2 separate regions of the Mus musculus genome follow, and region 1 is linked to region 2. A link is a contact called in public promoter capture Hi-C data. All regions are on one chromosome and are shown on one strand. Each heading gives the region's core, a stretch centred on a gene start, on an enhancer-like site or on the middle of the called end of the contact. The rest is flanking DNA. Distances are from core to core; before and after follow the strand shown. Region 1 overlaps Fam169b (family with sequence similarity 169, member B). Region 2 overlaps Igf1r (insulin-like growth factor I receptor).

Region 1 (6,213 bases), core at 3,508-6,007, 200 kb after region 2:
GCAGGGATTGGAGTGTAGGGGCTGCCGGAGCCCATTGGGTGCCCTGCTGTAATGATGGAGAGCTTTGACTTAAACACTTGACCTAATCTGAATACTTTATCCAGAGCTTGGAAGCAGACAGGCCTAGCTAGGTCCATGTTTCCTTATTCTCTTTAATGACACCTTGCTTCCTTCCCTGTAAATTGGGGGCAACCAGGATACAGTGAGAGAAGGCTGGTCACTTAGCTGTCTCTTGGCAACTGGAACCCAGAGAAAGTTGTTGTTGTTAATTATGTATGGATGGAGATTAGATGGATGGGAGGGTGAGACCTTGATCTGAGTGAGGACCCGAGGACAGGTGTAGGCTGAGCTTGTCTCTGTGACAGACTCGAAGCAGTCTCTGAGTCATTTGATGTCCTTGGGGTCCATCTGACTCCTGCACAGAGTCAGGACAATCTAAAGAAGGAAGTGGGGCAGGTCTGCCTGGGCATGGCGTCTGCAGGCCTGCACCGTTGCTAAAGGAATTGCTGATCGTGCTGGACTTCCTTGAGGCATGTGTGACTTCTTCACCAACCGAAGATCTTGGCTCTATAAAGACATACCCCTTTTGGTTTCACTTAGCCACTGCTATCAAATAAACCACCAACCCTTGATGTCTTTATTTTTAAATCTTTTGACAGTGCACTTCTAAGGACATTGTGTGAGTATACGTGTGTGTTTATACTCATGCTTCATAAAAAAATCGAGTAGTGGAAGAATGTCCAGTTTTTCTTCAGTATCTAACTGGTGACTGGTTCAAAGACAGCCTTTAGACACCCGAATCTGCGCATGCTCAGGTCCCTTGCCAGATGGCTCATTTGTGTGCAGCCTATGTATGTATTCCTGGATACTCCAGTCTGGCGGTGACTTGGAGTTCCTCATACAAGTAAAAGTCACCGAAGCAGTGGCTACATTTTACTCCTTAGGGAGTCATGATAAGGGCATCTGCACAGGTCCCGTGCAGTCTCCCACCCACACGCCCCAGTATTTCAGTCCATGGTTGGTTAAATCCATGGATGCAGAGCCTCCCGACAGAGAAGCTGTCTGCCTCTACTCAGCCCTGGACAACCCGTGCACCCGCAACATTGCACCCAGGAAAGTGGGCCTGAGAGTTTGGGCAGATGCAACCATGCCCCTATCCACTAACCTTGGCAGCTTGTATGCCTTTGAGTTCCCCCGTCAGGAGCTGATTGGCAGAGGTAAAAAATCCTCCTAGGAAATGGAGTGAACTGAAGGCTTGAGCGTTTTGCTATCAACAGCATTTTGGATCCTCAGAGTGGCTTCCGGAAACAATGGCTCTCCAGAGAGAATGGGAACCTGAGAAGCCACAGAGCCTGGAAGCTGGACTGCCTGTCCAGGTTCATCTCTGTGAGAGGAAGATAGGTGGATTAGGTGGAGGATTAAGGGGAGGGAAGGAGGAAGACGGCTCCCCTCATAGGAGACCAGGAGGTGAATCACAGATAGAGATGGGGTGTGGTCCACAGAAAGAGCCCTGAGTCCCTGTGTGTGTGGATGTCAGCCAGAGGCAGGCAACATCTTTTTTTGCTCACTGCAGAAGGGGCAACTGATTGCTGCTTCCAAGAACTGGACGCTGCCAATTTGTATGATGATTCAGGGGATCTGTTTCTTTCAGAGATGGGATGGGAAAAGAGATACAAGGACCATTGCAAAACACCTTAGATTAGTTTCTTTGTAAGGGGGTGAAAGGATGTCATCCTATACTCACAAGCCACTGCACCCTCAGTGCCTGGCGGTGGGGACAAAGGGGGCAACCCTAGGGACTTGTATAATGACCATAAACTAGGAAATGGGTACCTTAAGTCACAAGTGACAGAAGCATCTAAGTTGCAGCCAGCCGTTCTTTGCCTTCCAGGAACCTGCTTGTGTTCACTGCCCCTGAGAGGACCACAGTGAGGATGGGAAATCACTTCGAGTGTTTTGCGTGTGTGACTGTGGGGGGTTTAAAAACAGTCAGAGGGATGGGTGAACATAATTTTCTGATTTTTTTTTTGCATCTATGTGTTTGTGTGCAGATCCATGTAGGTATGTGTTCATATATGTGCCGATGTGTGTACATGCATGTGGAAGCCAGGGTTCAACCTCAGGCGTCATTCACTATCTACCTTGTTTTTTGAAGACAAAACCTTTCACGGGCCTGGAACTATTTGACTAGCGAAAGCTGGCCTATATCTGCCTCCCCAGAGGCCTGGATGACAAGCTTTTTTTTTTTTTTTTTGGTGGGGTTTGGGGATGGAACTCAGGTCTTCCTGTTTGCATGGGGAGCCCTTTACTGAGCCATCTCTCCAGTCCTGACCATAATTATTAAACCAAACTATTCCTTTAAAAACTTGAAATAAGCTGGGCGTGGTGGTGCACGCCTTTAATCCCAGCTCTCAGGAGGCAGAGGCAGGCGGATTTCTGAGTTCGACGCCAGCCTGGTCTACAAAGTGAGTTCCAGGACAGCCAGGGCTACACAGAGAAACCTTGTCTCGAAAAACAAGAAAACCAAAAAAACCAAACCAACCAAATAAACAAACAAACACCCTTGAAATAGCCAGGTGCAAGCCTTTAATCCCAGTGCTCTGGAGGCAGAGGCAGGCAGATAGATCTCTGTGAGTTTGAGGCTAGCCTGGTCTATAGTCTGAGCTACAGGCCAGCCAGGACTACGTAGAGAAAACCTGTCTTAAAAAAAAAAAAAAAAAACCAAACCAAAAATTGAAATAATTAACGTTCCTTTTAGTGACAGTGTAAAATTAATTTTATCCCGTTTTTTTTTTCTCCTACAGAGGCTTACCCTGTGGACATCCTGGAGGATGACGCGGAGGGCTATCAGGCAGCAGCCGAGGCTTACTATGAGATGCTCAGGGAAGGAGCCCAGACCTCAGCAGAGGTTATCTCCCTTTCCACTGGGGAGCAGGTATGTTTAACTTTTCTTAGAGGAGGGCTCTGCCCAATCTAACTTAGAAAGAGAGATGTCATAGAAACAACATCTCAGATTTAGAAGAACAAAGACCAACACACTGATTAAACGAAACTTCTGGAGGGAATACGAAAGAATTCGTATAAAGGTACTTACCCGAACTCCCCCGCCCCCCAGCTCTATAAATAAAGACCCAGAAATTCTTTATATATTTTAAAGCTTAGGCTTTTAACTTGGGCTCTTTCCCAGCTATTCTAACCTGACTAATTCTGGCCTACGTCCTACCGCATAGCCAGGTCTACATCTCTTGTTCTCTGAATTCTCCATCCACCACCACATCTGGCTGAATCTCTCGCTTCTGATTTCCTCTCCCAGAGCCCTTTCTCTGCCCGGAAGTTCCGCCCTCCGCTTCCTGCTTTACTATTGGCTGGCAGATCTTTGTTAAAGCCAATCAGCAGGTACAGAAGGATGAATATTTATTAATTATCAGACTGGTGATGGGCCATTCAAGGAAACCCTTCACTAGAAATCTGAAGTTCTGAGTGTGGATCTAGCAGGACTGGCCGTGGGGTGGGATGTAAGCCAGAATTAGTCAGGTTAGCATAGCTGGGACTGAGCCCAAGTTAAAGGCTTAAGCTTTAAAATGTGTAAGAGTTTCCGTGTCTTTATTTATATTGTTGGTGGGTCCAGTTGGTGAGCTGTGGGCCAGATAACCTGTGGGAATCCCATTTCTATCACGGACGAGCTCGGTTCTCAAGGGTTTTCTCCTCTCTTATCTTGATGTTCTCACTGAATTCAGGGCATTGCACCACTTTCCTTGTGGGGCTGGCATGAGGATTAAATGAGCTTGTGTATGCTCAGCTGAATCTCAGTTTCTTCATTTTAAAGGGAGGGAGTAGCTCATGTCTGCCCTCCAAGGTTTGATTCAGTTCTGACATTTGACGTGGAGTGAAGCTGTGTCACTTACAATATTTTTGTGTTGCTGAGGTTCTGTGCATTGTGAATAGGTTCTGCAAGAGGACACACAGAAAACTAGAAATTTTATTCGTTGGGATTGTGGCAAGATTTAAAAATATGTGTTATGTGTGTGCCTGCGTATGTACACATGCATGAATCTCGAGGACAACCTCAGAGTGCATTTATATACAATATACAATCCGATTTGTGTTTTGAGACAAGGTCTCTCACTATTTCCCCAGCGCATCTTATCTGTCCTTTTTTGTTTGTTTGTTTTTGTTTTTTGAGACAAGGTTTCTCTGTATAGCCCTGGCTGTCCTGGAACTCACTTTTTAGACCAGGGTGGCCTCGAACTCAGAAATCCACCTGCCTCTGCCTCCCAAGTGCTAGGATTAAAGGCGTGCGCCACCACTGCCCAGCTGTGGTTTGTTTTTTGTTTTTTGTTTGGTTTTTCGTTACCTGTCTTTTTGTGTATGCTATGGTGGGAGTAAACTCAGGCCCTCCTGCTTACCAAGTTTGCACTTCCCTGGCTGTGCCCTCTTCCAACCCCGACTGTCTAAGACTGTTTTCCTCACAGTAGGCAGTATCCACATTTGTTTTAAGTGTGGATCATTTCACTCCTGCCAGAAATGGTTGTGATCTGGCTGGCAGGCAGAGCTAGTAGAGGGACGTCTTTTTGTACCAGAGTTAACGAAAACAGCGGCATATGCAGTTATAAACCATGGCTTCCTTGAGATTTTGGAGGTCCGGAGCTAACAGGCAAGTCCCTCTTAGAAGAATACCCCTCCAGTGGGGGACCTCAAGCTGTTGAGCCCCAGTGGGCGCTTGCTGACCTTGTGTGCTCTTAGCGCCCCCTAGTGGTGATGTAGGAGAAAGACACAGGGCTCCATCGGACACTGATCGCTGGGTGCTGGTGGCCAGGGGGAGCTTGAGAGATGCAAGAAGAGCTGTGTCCCCAGGTTTTTTCGTTTGTTTGTTTGTTTTTGGACACAGCTTCCACAATCTGCTGTTACAACACTCATACTTATGAATAACTTAGGAAAATAAACCCCAACGTGCAGCATGCTCATCGAAGGGATAAGGCTAAGGTTACTAACAGAAACAGAAAGTTGCTGACATGAAGATGTTTGAAGGTGAGATGACATGCCAACATGACTTCTTCCTTCCTCCTTTCCTAAAGAGAAGGGAGCTAGGTGAAACCCATTATTTGGATCTCTACTATTTAGCAGTGAGTAGGGACACAGGGGCAGGGACAGGGGCAGGGAGCAGGGTGCTATTTGGCACACTGAATCCTGCTCACCAGGAGTGAGCCTCCTCGCAGCCGACACGGCAGGGACTTTTGCTATCCAAAGATTCTCTGGCTGAAAGGAACGACGAGGAAGTGGTTTGAGGAGGCAACATGTCTTGACTTTCTTTGTTTCACAATTAATTTTTTTCTTGTCTTGACGTTGCATTTAAAATACTTGCTGATTTTTTTTTTTCTGGTTTAAAAAACGCACATGTTCATTTGTATGGTGTTTAAGGGCTACAACGAAAGACGGAGGGAGCAAAGCCATGTGGGGTTAACTGCTAAAAACATGTTAATGTGTTTCTTTATTTTTACATTTTTCCTTTCCACGTGCATTTTTATTTATTTATTTATTTGTTTATTTATTTATTTATTTATTTATTTTTTGAGCCAGGGTTTTGCTGTGTAGCCCAGACTGGCTCAAGAACTTGCAATCTTCCTTCCCCATCATTTCAAATGCTGAGATTTTTGCCTGCTTTAAAAAACCTGGGATAGGTCACTCCGAAAAAAAGAGGGAGGTCCCAAGATAGTTGCCAGTCCTTACCACCCCCCACGCCCCCACCCCCACCCCCCGGGATTTGCCAGGAAACAGTTCTCTATAACGGTGGTGGTCCGCTGTAAACTTTTTACAAGAACCTGCCTGCCTGGCCCAGCTGCACATTCTTCTCTAATTTTCCTATAGTCTCAGTTTTCAAAACAAAGTTGGTCATGGAATGTATTGGCCTTCTTGTGTCAGGAGCTGGGAGCAGAGGGTTGGATGTTTACAAAGAGGGCCTTAGATGTGGCCCTCAGAGGTGATCTGTTTCCTCCCGATGACTAGCAAAACCTCCTGGGACTGAGTCTTTGGGCTTAAGGACAGGACTGAGCCTGGAGGGCTCAGACAGAGGACACATTTTCAAGGCTGCTTTCAGAGCTGGTACCAGGGTCACAGACAGCAGGAACATCTATGGGGGGGGGGTACAGCCTGGGCTCAATCTACTCCAGGCTACCAGGGCTCTCGAGAAGATGAGAACGGCACCATAGTTGTCTG
Region 2 (6,688 bases), core at 1,016-3,515:
CAAGACATGACTCGTGAAAGAGCGGTAGGGAACGGTCATGTGTGCATTTACACGGGCTCACATGCGTGTGGGTCTGTATTCCAGCTCCAGGCAACCCAGTCTCCTCCACAAGCGATTATACCGTGGAGGGTTTATGAAGTGCTGAAACATATGCAGAGTATGCTGCCAATAGGAGCTGCTTTATAAATGATAAATAATAGTTGACTTGGCAGAACACATCAGTTGAGATTACAAGAAAATAGATGGTAGGTCTCCAGGAAACTTTCCCTGCCTGTGCAGGGTCTGTCTGTCGTACAGCCCTTGAGCCACCCTGATAGTTACCTAGTGAACGCTCCTTGGGCAGAGCCTGCTGTGTGTTTGCAAGGTGTGTAGCCCTGGCCCTGCCTCACAGGCCTGGGCAGAGTTCTGAGTCTATACACTGTTTCGTGTTGCCTCTGGCAAGAACCAATGAGTGTAGGGTTGGAGTCATGGGCACACTTTAGGCTTGAGTTGGCTTTGTGTGCTTGGTTAATGCCACTGCATTTCTACAGAATAAAGTTCAACCATAAAAGTTTCCTGTCAAGAGCCAAGTAAGGATGAGAGAGCTTAAACATGCATTTCAACCCACTGATACTAGAAACTGGTGTGCTTTGTGCCTGGAAGCAACAGGGTCTCTAACCAGTTGGTGTGAAAAGTCCATTTTCATCTGTCTACTCGCCCATCCAGTCATTCTCTCCCATGAGGAAGCCTTTTTCCTTTGTGTTGAGGAAATGGCCCCGTTCCTAACATGTTTGCCATGCTAGGTGGAGGATCCGAGTTCAGACCATGAGCGGCCATGTTCTTAGAGGCTCAGCATGATTGCGTGTAATCTTAGTACAGAGGAGGGCAGAAACGGGCTGATCCATGGAGCTCGCTGGCCACTTGGTGATCTCTAGGTTGAGCTGCAAAATTGAGAGACAGGCACAGTAGAAGAGCTGGATACAGACCCACAGGTGCCATGAATGTGTGCACATATCAACAGGCGAACACACATGACACTGTAATGCTTTTTTGAAGTTAGTTTATTCTCTGGTAACTTATTGTGTGAAGATGAAAAAAATCAGAATAATTGACTTTCACCATCAGAAAGGGGGTTACTGTAGGTTCTAGAGGTCACGTTGCTTAATGCAGAAATAGTAGTTAGGTGACATGAATTAAGACTAATTGCTCGAGGAAAGAAGAGTGCGCTTGACTAAATTAGAAATGTTTTCTGCATTTTTTTTTTTTTTTTTGGAAGTACAAGTGCTTTAAATGAGGTTCCAGCGTAAGCTCGCATGCGGTTTCCATTTTATAGTTTTCTTACCCAATTGAAAACAAACTCTCAGGGATTTTATTGAACTTGGTCAGTTGGGACCTACCCAAGGCCGAACCGCCACCTTCTACTGGGTTCCCAATCTCCCTCTCCCGCTGCGAGGGAAGCAGCACACCCGGGCGCTGTTGACAGAGCCCTTTATGTCACCAGTTCCCGGCTTACAAACTAGGCTAGGAGACACAAAAGACACTTGGCACTTCATGACTACCTAAGACTGGCTTCTTTCTCTTCTAAAGTGACTTGGCCAGGATTGGCCTCAAGTCCCCCGAAAAAGGAGGAGACTGAAATGCAAACAGAGTTGAATAATAAAGTGATGTCATTGTGAACCAATTGGAACAGTTGGTGTCACGTGCCTGGCAGCCACTTCAAATGCCCACAGAATAAGGGTAATGGCTTAAGTCATGTTTCTTCCCTCACCCTAAGCCTGAGCAGTCCAGGGGACCAGATGCAGAATGCAGAATAGCCTCTATAGCCAGCTTAGTTGTGCTTGGAGGATGCATCTTAACAAGTTGGTTGGTTTTTGTAAATTATTATGACAAATTCAAAACTTATTTTCTGGTTCTGCCCTACCAATACAGCCAAAATCATTTCTAACTCACTGAAAAGCGGAAGTAGACTCCAGTTTCCCTTTGAAGTCGCAGTCTACAAAGCTGGCCCGTGGCACATTTCCAGGTGTGTCAGGCGGTGCTTTTCAGCTAACATTACATTCACTGGGCTTCACAACCAGGACGTCTTGGATTCGTTATTACAAAGATTGCTGCGTGGCCACCACACGCTTGTTTATGATCCAGTAGTTAAAATCTTTCCAGAAAATGTTTTTTTCTCTCTGGACCACCCTGCTTGAAATAACAAGACAACCACCGTACAAAACAAACTCAGTTACCTACTATTTTCAAGCATATTGTGGGGTAGAGGCCGAGGAGAATGGAGGAAGTGGGGGAGGGCAGATGAGAGCAGACTGGAAGTGTTTGCTTCTAGAGTCAGACTTGTCAATCTCTTTATCAGTCTCTCATTTGTGAGTGATGTAGTTCAAACAATACTAAAACAAGCATCAGTTGTCTCCTTTTAAAAGCAAAACAACAACAAAATATTTCTTGCATAACCAGCTTTGGGAGCCAGGGTAGGTAACCTGAGAGTATTGAGTGATTTTTTTTTTTTCTGGGCTGACTGCAGCCCATTTAGGAGTAGTCCGTATTGATAGAGCTGCCAGCTCTCCTCAGGTAGAAGAGAGCCACTGCCTTTGTGCCCACCCTCCTAGCTTCTCTGCCTCCTTCCCGGTGAATATCAAGTGGCTAGTGTAACTAGGCCCCCTCAGAAGGAATTCTCCCCCCTGACATCTCTGGTCTTCTGCAAGGGCCCTTTGTGTTAGTCACTTGGTCAGCACAGAAGCCTCTGCCTTAATGCAGCCCTCTGCTTGGTCTCCTCCATTACAACCTGTCTTTCTGTCTATCCCCCGCTTCCTGCTCTAGATCACGGCTTGGTTGTTGTGTCCGCCCCGCTAAGTTATGATTCTCACCTGTTGGCTGTAATTCACAATGGCTCCCTAGTGTCTGTAATGTGATGTCTTAACTGTAGGTTATCCCCACCGGATACCTAAGCTTGTCTGCGGCTGCTCCACGGAAGTGTAGACCTTGGACTGGGTTTCTGATCCTTCTGCCAAGATGCTCAATCCTTGTCTCCCACTCTCATGCCTTCTTGCACCTGAAAGAAATTCCTTCGCGTGATTTCCCCCCTTGACTGTCACTCCCCAGCTAAGAGCTGGGTTTTTTTTTTTTCTCCCTAAGTACTCGGTTGTGGTTGTCTGCATTCTCTCTACTAAAACTTGATCTTGTACTGTATTGTTTTGTTCTTTCATTTCACAAACTTGTCATAGCCGAGGGGATTCCAAATTGATATAGTATGCCAGTCCACTCTGTGTCTCTGAGGCTGGAGCAAATCCTGTTGTTGATTGTGTGGCCTCAATGGCCCTGCACCTTGTTTCCCACCGCCTTTCCAATGAGATGATGGTCTTGATTTCTCAAGAACACCATAGAGGCTCTGTGTTTGCGGTGTCTGCCAGGACAGTCATTGTCCTTAAACTAGCTGATGGTGACAGAAGTACAGTCAGCACCCTGAAATCAATGTGGTCCCAATCCTACCCCAAGTCTTGAAAACTAAATACTACAGGAGGTTAGGAAATACTTGCTGAGCCTAATACCTGTGTGAAATATATAGATATAACCCAAATATTTTAGAACATGAAAATATTGTTGTGGCTTACTCAGGGGTTGTTGCTAAACTCGGACAAGAGGGAATGATACAATGTGTGAGCTGCGTTCTTCCTGGGAGCCTGTGTGTGCCCTGTCCGTGTTGCAAGTTAAATTAAAGATTTTGAAAAGCAATGTAAAAATGATTTACCGCTCCGTAATTGGTTTCCTGAAAGCCAAATGATATTTATGTGAACAACCATGAAAGATGCAGCTACTGTAATTTATCGTGCTAGAGTATTTTCAAAATGTATGGAATGACTAAAGCGTAAGTGTATTAAATATTCTAGAGGAAGACATATTTAGGCCATAAATCTAGGCTCCCCTTGGAATTTGTATTCCTTCTTCTGTGCCAGGTAGATGAAGATTTTTAAGTTTTTAGGCCTCCGTGGGAGGAAGATTTAGGGTTTGGGGAGTACATTTGTATCTCCTTTAAATTTCTATTGTTTATCAGTGGCATGTATAAATGTTTTAGGGAAGTGTTGACTGCAACATTACCCACTTTAGCTCTGCCCAATTGTCTGGCAACTATGGGGTAAAGATGGAAGGAAGTGCTGTATTTTCCTGTGACAGGTGTATCTCAGAAGTGCTCAGGCACCTGGGCAGGCAATAAAATATTAAGGGTTGTTCCCAGAGCAGTTTGCCCTGCTTGATGTGTGAACATATATGGGGTTTATAATTGGCCTGGCCATATGGTTGCCTAGGATTAGACTCTTCATATCCCACTAAACCCTCTTCTTAGAAGCAAGAACATGGAGAGAATTTATTTTAAAATGTAATTGCTGTGTTACTGAGATTTGAATTTGAGTACTCAGAATAAACTGCATTTCTGTTTAGAGGCTGGTTGCGCGAAAATTTTCAGTCATAACCACTCCCCATCAGAGAAGGAATAATAAGTGCAACAGCAGAGGTCCATGTCATTTCGAGAGTTGTGGTGAGGAGTTGATTCAGGGCAAATAGCTCATGGGAAACATGCAGAAAGCTTGGAGTCACTGGTCGGATCTGAATGCATTCAGACGGGAGTCACGTGTATATACTTTGGCGATTCCTTCAGTTCTGATGTTTTTGTTCTGTTTAGATGATGTTTGGTTCTCAGTGAACCAGAGAGGATATGGGAGAGAGAAGAGAGCCGAGAGTCCTCAGTGTCATTCTATTGCTTACAAGCAGGAATCTAGGCAGCCCTCAGACTTGGTAATTCAGGGTATTTGGAGATAGTGTGAATTAGCTTTAAAAGGCCACTTAACACAGATGGAAGAGTCATTCTTACTTAGCTGATTTAACATGGCCACTAAAAGTGCTAGGAGCGATCAGAGAAGCATTTCTTACCACGGGTTCTGCATGCAGTTCAGAGTTAAAAGGTGCAGAGAAATGCTTTCTGGATCCCCCATGCCACCTGCTGAAATCTGATTGGGCAGTCAGATGTGGACGGTTCCCTGTTGGAAGCAACGGTGAGGATACAGGATGGAGCTGATATGGGAAAGCAGGGCTCTCTGAAATGCCCACTGGAAGACCAGCCCAGTGTATCCTAAGGAGTGAGTTCCTCCTTGCTATGGACATGACAGTTAACTTTGACTGCGTTTTAAGATCTCTCAAAATACTGGGGTTATATTGAACCTTTGTAGCTCTACCTTGGGATGCACGTTTGAGAGCAGTTCTTTGGTGTCATTTAGTTCACCTGTAGCCAGAAATGTACTAGGAGATGCAGAGAGCCCTCTGCCCACTTGACATGTTAACACTGGCCCTGCCCCTGTAACGGTCAGCTAGGTGGAGCAGATGCTGGGTGCATACAGAAGGGAGACAAAGAGATTTCATTTGTGAATCTGACCTCCTGTGTTTCTCAGGTTTGTAGTAGAGTGGCTTTTGAAAATCGTGGAGAATAATAGGGGAGATGAAATGGGCTCAGAAAGATTGAGGCTTCTTCACCTCTCCTCTCACGTGCCCATAAGCTTCATGGTGGCCACTCTTGTCAGGCAATCTCTGTACCCCAAACATTTTGCAAAGAAATTAATGTTCTGTAAAGAAAAAAACAAAAATGAATAATACCCACTGTTTAAAGGAAATCTTAGGCAAAGGTTTTTCTAATACATATTTACCCTAATGTGTTTTGTGTGTGTGTGTGTTAGAGAGAGAGAGAAAATGAGTGTGTGTGTGTGTGTGTGTGTCTATATGATCTGGCGGTTTTAGGGTGGTTTTGTTTGTCTAAACCTAGGGTATGCCTAATATTTGCTATTTAGTGTATTTTGTAATTACCTCAGTGCCTTGAAAAGTCAACCCAGTTCACTTAAATTCCTTTGAACCTTTTATATGATTTGATGCTCTTCGAACTAGTACTTGAGAACGACTACTTTTAAGCTCTCAGACGCACTTAGTTTCAGTTGTTGGCCTAATTGCACAATATTTTTACTCATTTAGACAAGTCCCTAAGGGCTTTTGGGATAGTGGCCCTTGTTGTAAGTCCTTCCAACTAGAAAAACTTCATTAATTGAAAAATAATCTCCAATTCACACTAGGTTCAAAATGAGTCATTTTTACCAAGCATGGCTTAAAGAATTTGTTTGCAGTTTTTGTGTGTGATGCTAGGTACAGAATCCCAGGGCCCCTCACACACCAGTCAAGAGTGTGTTCCCACTCCGCTACACTTCCTTATCCTGAGAGGTCGGTCGGTGGGTTTGTTTTGTTATTTGAGTGACATTTCACGGAGTGGCAGAAGTGTTTGCTCCTTCCTTCCTCCCGGCAGGCGTTTCTGCATTATCCTCATCTGAGCTAGCATGCAGTTGAGTGACTGTAGCCCTAAGCTCATTGAACTGCTCAGCACTTTCCCATGTTTACAACTGTAAAATAATAATAATTATAATGATGCACCCCCTTCTTATTATTCAGGTATCATACAAATGTGTCGTTGTCATGCTTAAGGGTTAGATATGTCTGCTACGTTGTTTGTTTGAGACGTGTTGTGATTCTGCAACGCAGCCTATCTTGGAGCTCACTTTATAGTCCCTGCTGGCTTCGAACTCAAGACAGCCCTCCTGCCTTTCCCCTTTGAGTGCTGGGATTGCAGGCATGAGCCATCCTTCCTGGTTCAACTATGTGACTCTTAAGGGGAAAGAACTGC

What was found. Capture Hi-C pulls out chosen DNA fragments and counts their contacts.
Region 1: a promoter capture Hi-C map of adipose tissue shows a contact between it and region 2. The contact joins two enhancer-like sites. A contact is called at or near these places in 3 of 115 datasets of contacts at active chromatin or transcription factors (bone marrow-derived macrophages, double positive thymocytes and stem cell-derived neural progenitor cells) and 3 of 9 other capture datasets (adipose tissue, liver and pancreatic islet).

What each region holds. Positions count from the first base shown.
Region 1 is chr7:68,298,029-68,304,241 of GRCm38.p6, forward strand. Fam169b (family with sequence similarity 169, member B) reads left to right here. Exons shown (of 9, transcript NM_001374636.1): 2 at 2,805-2,935. Among named protein-coding and RNA genes, the nearest start is that of Gm16157, 25 kb to the left of the region's middle. Within about 2 kb of position 4,758, at least 61 of the 459 cell types and tissues checked have an H3K27ac peak or open chromatin away from gene starts, as enhancers often do. A contact at or near this core is called in adipose tissue, where this site is marked.
Region 2 is chr7:68,101,051-68,107,738 of GRCm38.p6, forward strand. All of the region lies in intron 2 of Igf1r (insulin-like growth factor I receptor), which reads left to right. Among named protein-coding and RNA genes, the nearest start is that of Gm51488, 33 kb to the right of the region's middle. Within about 2 kb of position 2,266, at least 66 of the 459 cell types and tissues checked have an H3K27ac peak or open chromatin away from gene starts, as enhancers often do. A contact at or near this core is called in adipose tissue, where this site is marked.